2 separate regions of the Mus musculus genome follow, and region 1 is linked to region 2. Evidence: chromatin contacts called from public HiChIP or PLAC-seq data. All regions are on one chromosome and are shown on one strand. Each heading gives the region's core, a stretch centred on a gene start, on an enhancer-like site or on the middle of the called end of the contact. The rest is flanking DNA. Distances are from core to core; before and after follow the strand shown. Region 1 overlaps Spon1 (spondin 1, (f-spondin) extracellular matrix protein). Region 2 has its middle 44 kb from the start of Far1os.

Region 1 (2,700 bases), core at 34-2,533, 430 kb before region 2:
CTATAGCCAGGAATATTGCTTTAGGCTGAAAGCCAGGGCAGCTTTAAGACTCAGTCTGTGTTCACTGTCCACGAACTATATATTTAGTCTCTCTTACACCTTCCTTTTTTGGGGCAGGACCTGGTCTTATCCAGGCTGGCCTTGTTCACCTGGGTTCAAGTTATCCTCCTGCTTCAACCTCCTGGGTAACTGCTGGGGCATTAGGATCATGAATAGTACCCGCCCACCATAGTTCAGTTTCTGATTGGCACAGCAGGGTCTCATTTCTGTCTCTGCACGGTGTGTTTAAGGATAGCTGGCCCCAGAGCTTCTGGGCCATTCTCCTACCTCCACTTCTGTTCCCACCATAGGCGTGCTGCGGATTCCAGATGTGCATCACATAGGCTGCGGATTCCAGATGTGCATTACATAGGCTGGGGATTCCAGATGTGCATTACTACAGCTGGCTTTTTATATGGGTTCCAGAGATTGACCTCTGAGGTTCAGATTAGTTCTTCAGGCTTGTAAAGCTAGAGATTTTTACCTGTGGAACCATCTTCCTGGTCCCAAGAGCCTGTATTTTAAGGAACCCTAGACCTTGAGATGGAAAGAAGCTTTGTGGCGAGTGAGGGGCAGCAGCAATCGGCCTCCTGTAGGTTTGTTTGATTGGGGCATTAGGTAGGAGCTGCAGTGTGGTTGGCAGATAAGGAAATGGAGGCAGTGAGTGTGGGGTGGGCTGTTTGAGGAAGTTCTTTGGCACAAAGCTGGGTGACAGATGTTTTGCTTTAAGAACAGTGAGAGCAAGTCGGTGCTCAGTGGTCAGTCCAAGTAGGTAGCAATGCAAACCTAGAATTAGTTGTTAAATTGGGATGATTGGCTAGAAGAGAGAAGTCTATAGTTTGGCTGTATAGGGTGGAGCAGGCCTGGAATTCATGCACTAAGGAGGCTGGGGCAGAAGAATCGTGATATCACAAGTGATATCAGGGCCACCGTGGTTTACATAGCAGGGCCCTGGGGTGGGGGTGGGGGTGGGGTGAGGGCAGATTCTCTATGGCTGAGAATGGTTGTTCAGTGCTTCTCCAAGCTGCTTAAGCCCGTTTTAAGACTTCTTAGTCCCCAGTGTGTGGACTGACATATTTTTGCTAAGTGCAAGGAAAAGAAAATGAACTAGGAACGTAATTATTCTATTGGCTATCACTGCAGCGTCAAGTTACTATAAAGGTCTCTCTGTGGATATGACTGAAGGGCAGGTCCTGCTTCAGGCAGACCGGGCGTCCCGCACAATCAGCAGGAAGTCAAGTGTTTCCTGGTGAGCCTTCTGGCGACCGAGCTAGACTGGTTATTCCGGGTTAGGATCACTCATGAGGATGTGTAGGTCAGAGGACAGCTTGCTTCTGTGCATTGGTCCTCTCCTGCCGTATGGATCCTGGGGACCGAAGTCAGGTCGTCAGGCTTGGCAGCGAGTGCCCTTTACCCACAGAGCCATCTCACCAGCCCCCACTCTTCTCTTAATACTTACAAATTACTCTTGGTAAAGGAAAATTGTCTAAGCATGAAATGACTTAAAACATGAGCCTGTTACTAATCAGTATGCCGGAGCGGGGGTATTTTGAGCTCCGTGAGATGTTAATGAATGCCATCTTATGTGAAGACACCATGCATGTTAAGTGAAAACAGCCCGAGATAGCATTGCGCTCTGATGATAACTGTTAAAAATTATGTATGCAAATTTTATTTGTCGAGACATTTTCAGTTACAGATGACCAAAATGCAGCTCTCGTCAGATTCAGTACAAAGGTGTGCACTACAAAGCAGTGAGGGGCAGGTGGAGTAGAGCTGGCTGCTGGGAGACCCACTCTCTGCGTGAGAACTTGGTAAACTGTGAAGGCGAGGGGTAAGGCTCGGAGGTCAGTCCTGACACCAGAACAGCAGGACCCACCTGGGCCGGCTGTCACAGCTGCTCAGGTGCCAACCCAGATTCCCTGGGCCCCACCATTACTGTCCTTGCCCTTCTGTCCCTGGATACATGCATTGGATACATACATCGCCTCTGAGCCCATGGGGGTTCGAAAGCAGGCACCGTCATTTAAATGTGACATTTTAATATGGATGTTTTGCTTTCATTTTTCCACAGGATCTAAATCGGAGAATTAGCCCCGTGCTAATTAACATGTAGCTGCTATTTATAATTCGTTACTGCATTTCAATCATTTTTCAAAGGGAATTTATGTTCATTCTGTCTACTTTGGGCAATATGAACAAGAAGAATGGGGATATTGAAATCGACCTTGCCAAGTAGCAACATGGTGGAAATGGCTGGCTTCCTTGATTCGGAGTTTTAAGTAGGAATTAAACATTTATGGTTTAGTCTTGTTTGGATAATAGTATGCATTTTTTTAGGGTATAAATATTTTACTTCTTCATAGATAATTCCATGTAACAGAATTTTCTAAAGCCAGGCTTTGAAAACTTCAGGTCAGACTGTCAAAAATGTAGCTCTTAGAGTTTTCTGACTTCAACAACCTTTGCTGGCTTGGGACAGTTTCTCTAGTTCTGAGAATATAGCTTCCACCATGCATGATCCAAAATTTTGTTTTTAACTTGTTATTGTCTAAAACATGGAGGCTTAATGAAAACAGAGCACAGCGGTAATTTGACAGAGAGAATGTTTATGTATTGATACAATAGACGGGTTGTGATGGGTTTCCAGAGTGCAGAAGG
Region 2 (2,700 bases), core at 189-2,688:
GCAATGCTTGGGTTGAAAATAGAATCCGTAATAATTTGCAAATAAATACTCACTTATAGGGGCAAGCACAGGCTCTTCCAGCAACTAAAGCAATGCCCACTTGAGGCCACTGTCTTAGACACAGCCTTTGAAAATATTGTTGCCATTTCTCTAATCTGCCCACACTTGAAAGTGATTCATAAAACTCCCTAAATGTCAGGCTAAGTAACGTGACCTTTATCCCAGGGGCTGTGGAAGCCCTTGAGAAGGTTTTGAACAGAAATGAGAAGGTAGACTCTAGAAACATGGCTGATGAGAGGTTGACAGTCTAGAGATTGACACTGTGGGCTCGGAAGCCAGCTGGATCTTGTTTTAGCTGTAATCATTATTTCTTGTTTGACCTTGAGCAAATTATCTCAACTCCATAAGCCTCTGCTTCCACACCTGTGAAGCACGGTAATAAGAGTAACAGCCTCCCGATGTCATAAAGATGGAACAGGTAACCCATTCAGAGAACACCCGCACATGGCGAGTCAAAATGGCTGGTAGGATTAGGAATTCCACTCACTTGGGCCTGCTTCTCTGTGTAAGATCTGGCTGGCCATCACACTCAAAAAGAAAGAAAGAAAGAAAGAAAGAAAGAAAGAAAGAAAGAAAGAAAGAAAGAAAGAAAGAAAGAAAGAAAGAAAGGTCTTCAAACAGCAGCAGAAGCCACCTTAAAAGCCAGATTTGAAGATGCAGAGATGGATTCCTTGGCTTTGAAATCTCTTCCTCTACTACTGATGTGGGCATGGTGCATAATGGCTCAAAGACTCTTGAGAGCATGTGAGAACACGTCTAGGGGGTGTAAACCACTATGAGTGGTATTTGCTGTCAAGATTTAAATCTAGGTCTACTCCTCTCTGGTGTGCCAAGCTCTCTCTGTTCTAATACAGGTCCAAACATAAGCTAGAGTCTCCTCTAATGCCTTTCCCTTAATTTCAAGATACTAAGACTTTGTGCTTTGATGTAACAACAGTTGGGGCTGTACATGCTCCTCAACTGGATTTTTAAATCTAAAAAAAAAAAAAAAAAAAAAAAAAAAAGGCAGGTGGTGTTGCATTCTTAGTCACTCAACCTCTAGCTGGTTTTCAAATCGCCTTTTTCCCGGACTTGCAAGATCCAAGTTATGTTCTCAGCTGAAGGAGCACCTGCAGGTGTAGAATTTGTAGCAAGAGAGAGAGAGAGAGAGAGAGAGAGAGAGAGAGAGAGAGAGAGAGAGAGAGACTTTGCCAAAGTGTGTTCACGAGCACCATCTTCTGGCCAAAGTTCGGAACAAAAAGGAAAATGCACAAATAAGCAGGTGCCTAAATGGTCTTGTGCCTTTAATCAGCCGCTTAACTACTTAACCATGAAAACGAGCTTCCTGGGGCTAATGAGAGTTGCCCAATTTGCAGAAACAGGGTGTTTATTTTTGTAGCACAATTTTCCAGCTGCCTGCATCCTGCATGCTTTACGGTGTTAGCATCTGCTTATGCAGCATTGTTCATGGATATGGCTTTGCCTGAAGGCTCCTTCTGGAGACTAGGGGACAGAGCACGTGCTGGGTCTCTAGGGTTGAAAATTGTATTCAGAAACCCAAGCAGGCATCCAGTCTTGACCCAATAGGATCTGTAAGTCGGTTACAAGTTCTTTATATTTCCAACTAGTCAAGAATAGGGTAAGAAAGTAGGCTGAGTTCTGGAGATACTTTGAAATAGCAAGAAAAACCTACATGACCTGTAGCCAAACAGATGTGGTCAGCACATCCGTAGCTAGCTATTATTCAGATATTTTCTCATTTTTCCCCCTTCTTTTAAAAAAAAAAAAAAAGAAGGAAAAACAAAAAACAAAAAAACAAAACCAGGTGCTCTTGCAGCAATGAGTTGTATGTGTTCCTAAGGGGAGGGAAAGAAACACACTCTCTGCAAAATCGCAAACTAAAAATAATTAAGACTTATGGGAAAAATAGGACGGCGGCAGACAACCCCAAATAGATAACCTCCGTGAAAGATGCCAGTGGTTTAAGAAGAATGTCCAGTTCCTAATACACAACACAGCCTGGAGAAAATAGAGGACTCTGCCTTTAAGACAGGAAGAAAGGACAGCTTGATGGATGTCAATGTAAGAGAAACTACGACCTTCTGAGTTACCTGGAGAAGGAAACACGCACCCCCTACCCTACACCACCCCCACCACCCCCACCACCCCCACCCCACCCCCACCACCCCCACCACCCCCCCACCCCGGGCACAGGATCAGTGAGACCTGACTGACAAGTACTCCTAACATGGACTGGAGACTTCCCTGAGGCAAAAGGCCTGGAGTTGCTGGGAGCTGCAGGAAATGCTGTCTCTCTCCCTCCGTGCTGTATCCAGCTGGGTTCCTGCACTTTGCCTGCATCTTCCAAGGCCTGCCAGTGCAAAATGTTGGCAGGCCGGGAGCCTCGCAGATGAACCGCATTTCACTGGCGTTGTTCCATTTATCAAGCACATTTGAGCTAATTTATGTTAAAATCACACACAAACACGCAAGTGTGACAGCAAAACAGACTGAGCGTGGGCTGCTTCCCCAGTACACATCGACATTACCACCACCATTCCCCCTGCTGGCAGGATCAGGTCCAGTCAGCCCTGCTTTATCATGAGAGTCACAGATGTCCGTATCTCCCAGCAGGGCCTTGGGAACCCTATCCTGGCTCCT

What was found. HiChIP or PLAC-seq counts read pairs in DNA pulled down with a chosen protein or histone mark.
Region 1: a contact with region 2 is called in an H3K27ac HiChIP or PLAC-seq map of SST interneurons, with 6 times the contacts expected there. The contact joins two enhancer-like sites. A contact is called at or near these places in 2 of 484 Hi-C or Micro-C datasets (cortical neurons and embryonic stem cells) and 4 of 115 datasets of contacts at active chromatin or transcription factors (SST interneurons, T-cell acute lymphoblastic leukemia, cardiomyocytes and 1 more).

Annotation. Positions count from the first base shown.
Region 1 is chr7:114,042,359-114,045,058 of GRCm38.p6, reverse strand. Spon1 (spondin 1, (f-spondin) extracellular matrix protein) reads right to left here. Exons shown (of 16, transcript NM_145584.2): 16 at 1,684-2,700. Among named protein-coding and RNA genes, the nearest start is that of Gm51454, 7.2 kb to the right of the region's middle. Within about 2 kb of position 1,283, at least 32 of the 459 cell types and tissues checked have an H3K27ac peak or open chromatin away from gene starts, as enhancers often do. A contact at or near this core is called in SST interneurons, where this site is marked.
Region 2 is chr7:113,607,924-113,610,623 of GRCm38.p6, reverse strand. No RefSeq gene overlaps it. Among named protein-coding and RNA genes, the nearest start is that of Far1os, 44 kb to the right of the region's middle. Within about 2 kb of position 1,438, at least 30 of the 459 cell types and tissues checked have an H3K27ac peak or open chromatin away from gene starts, as enhancers often do. A contact at or near this core is called in SST interneurons, where this site is marked.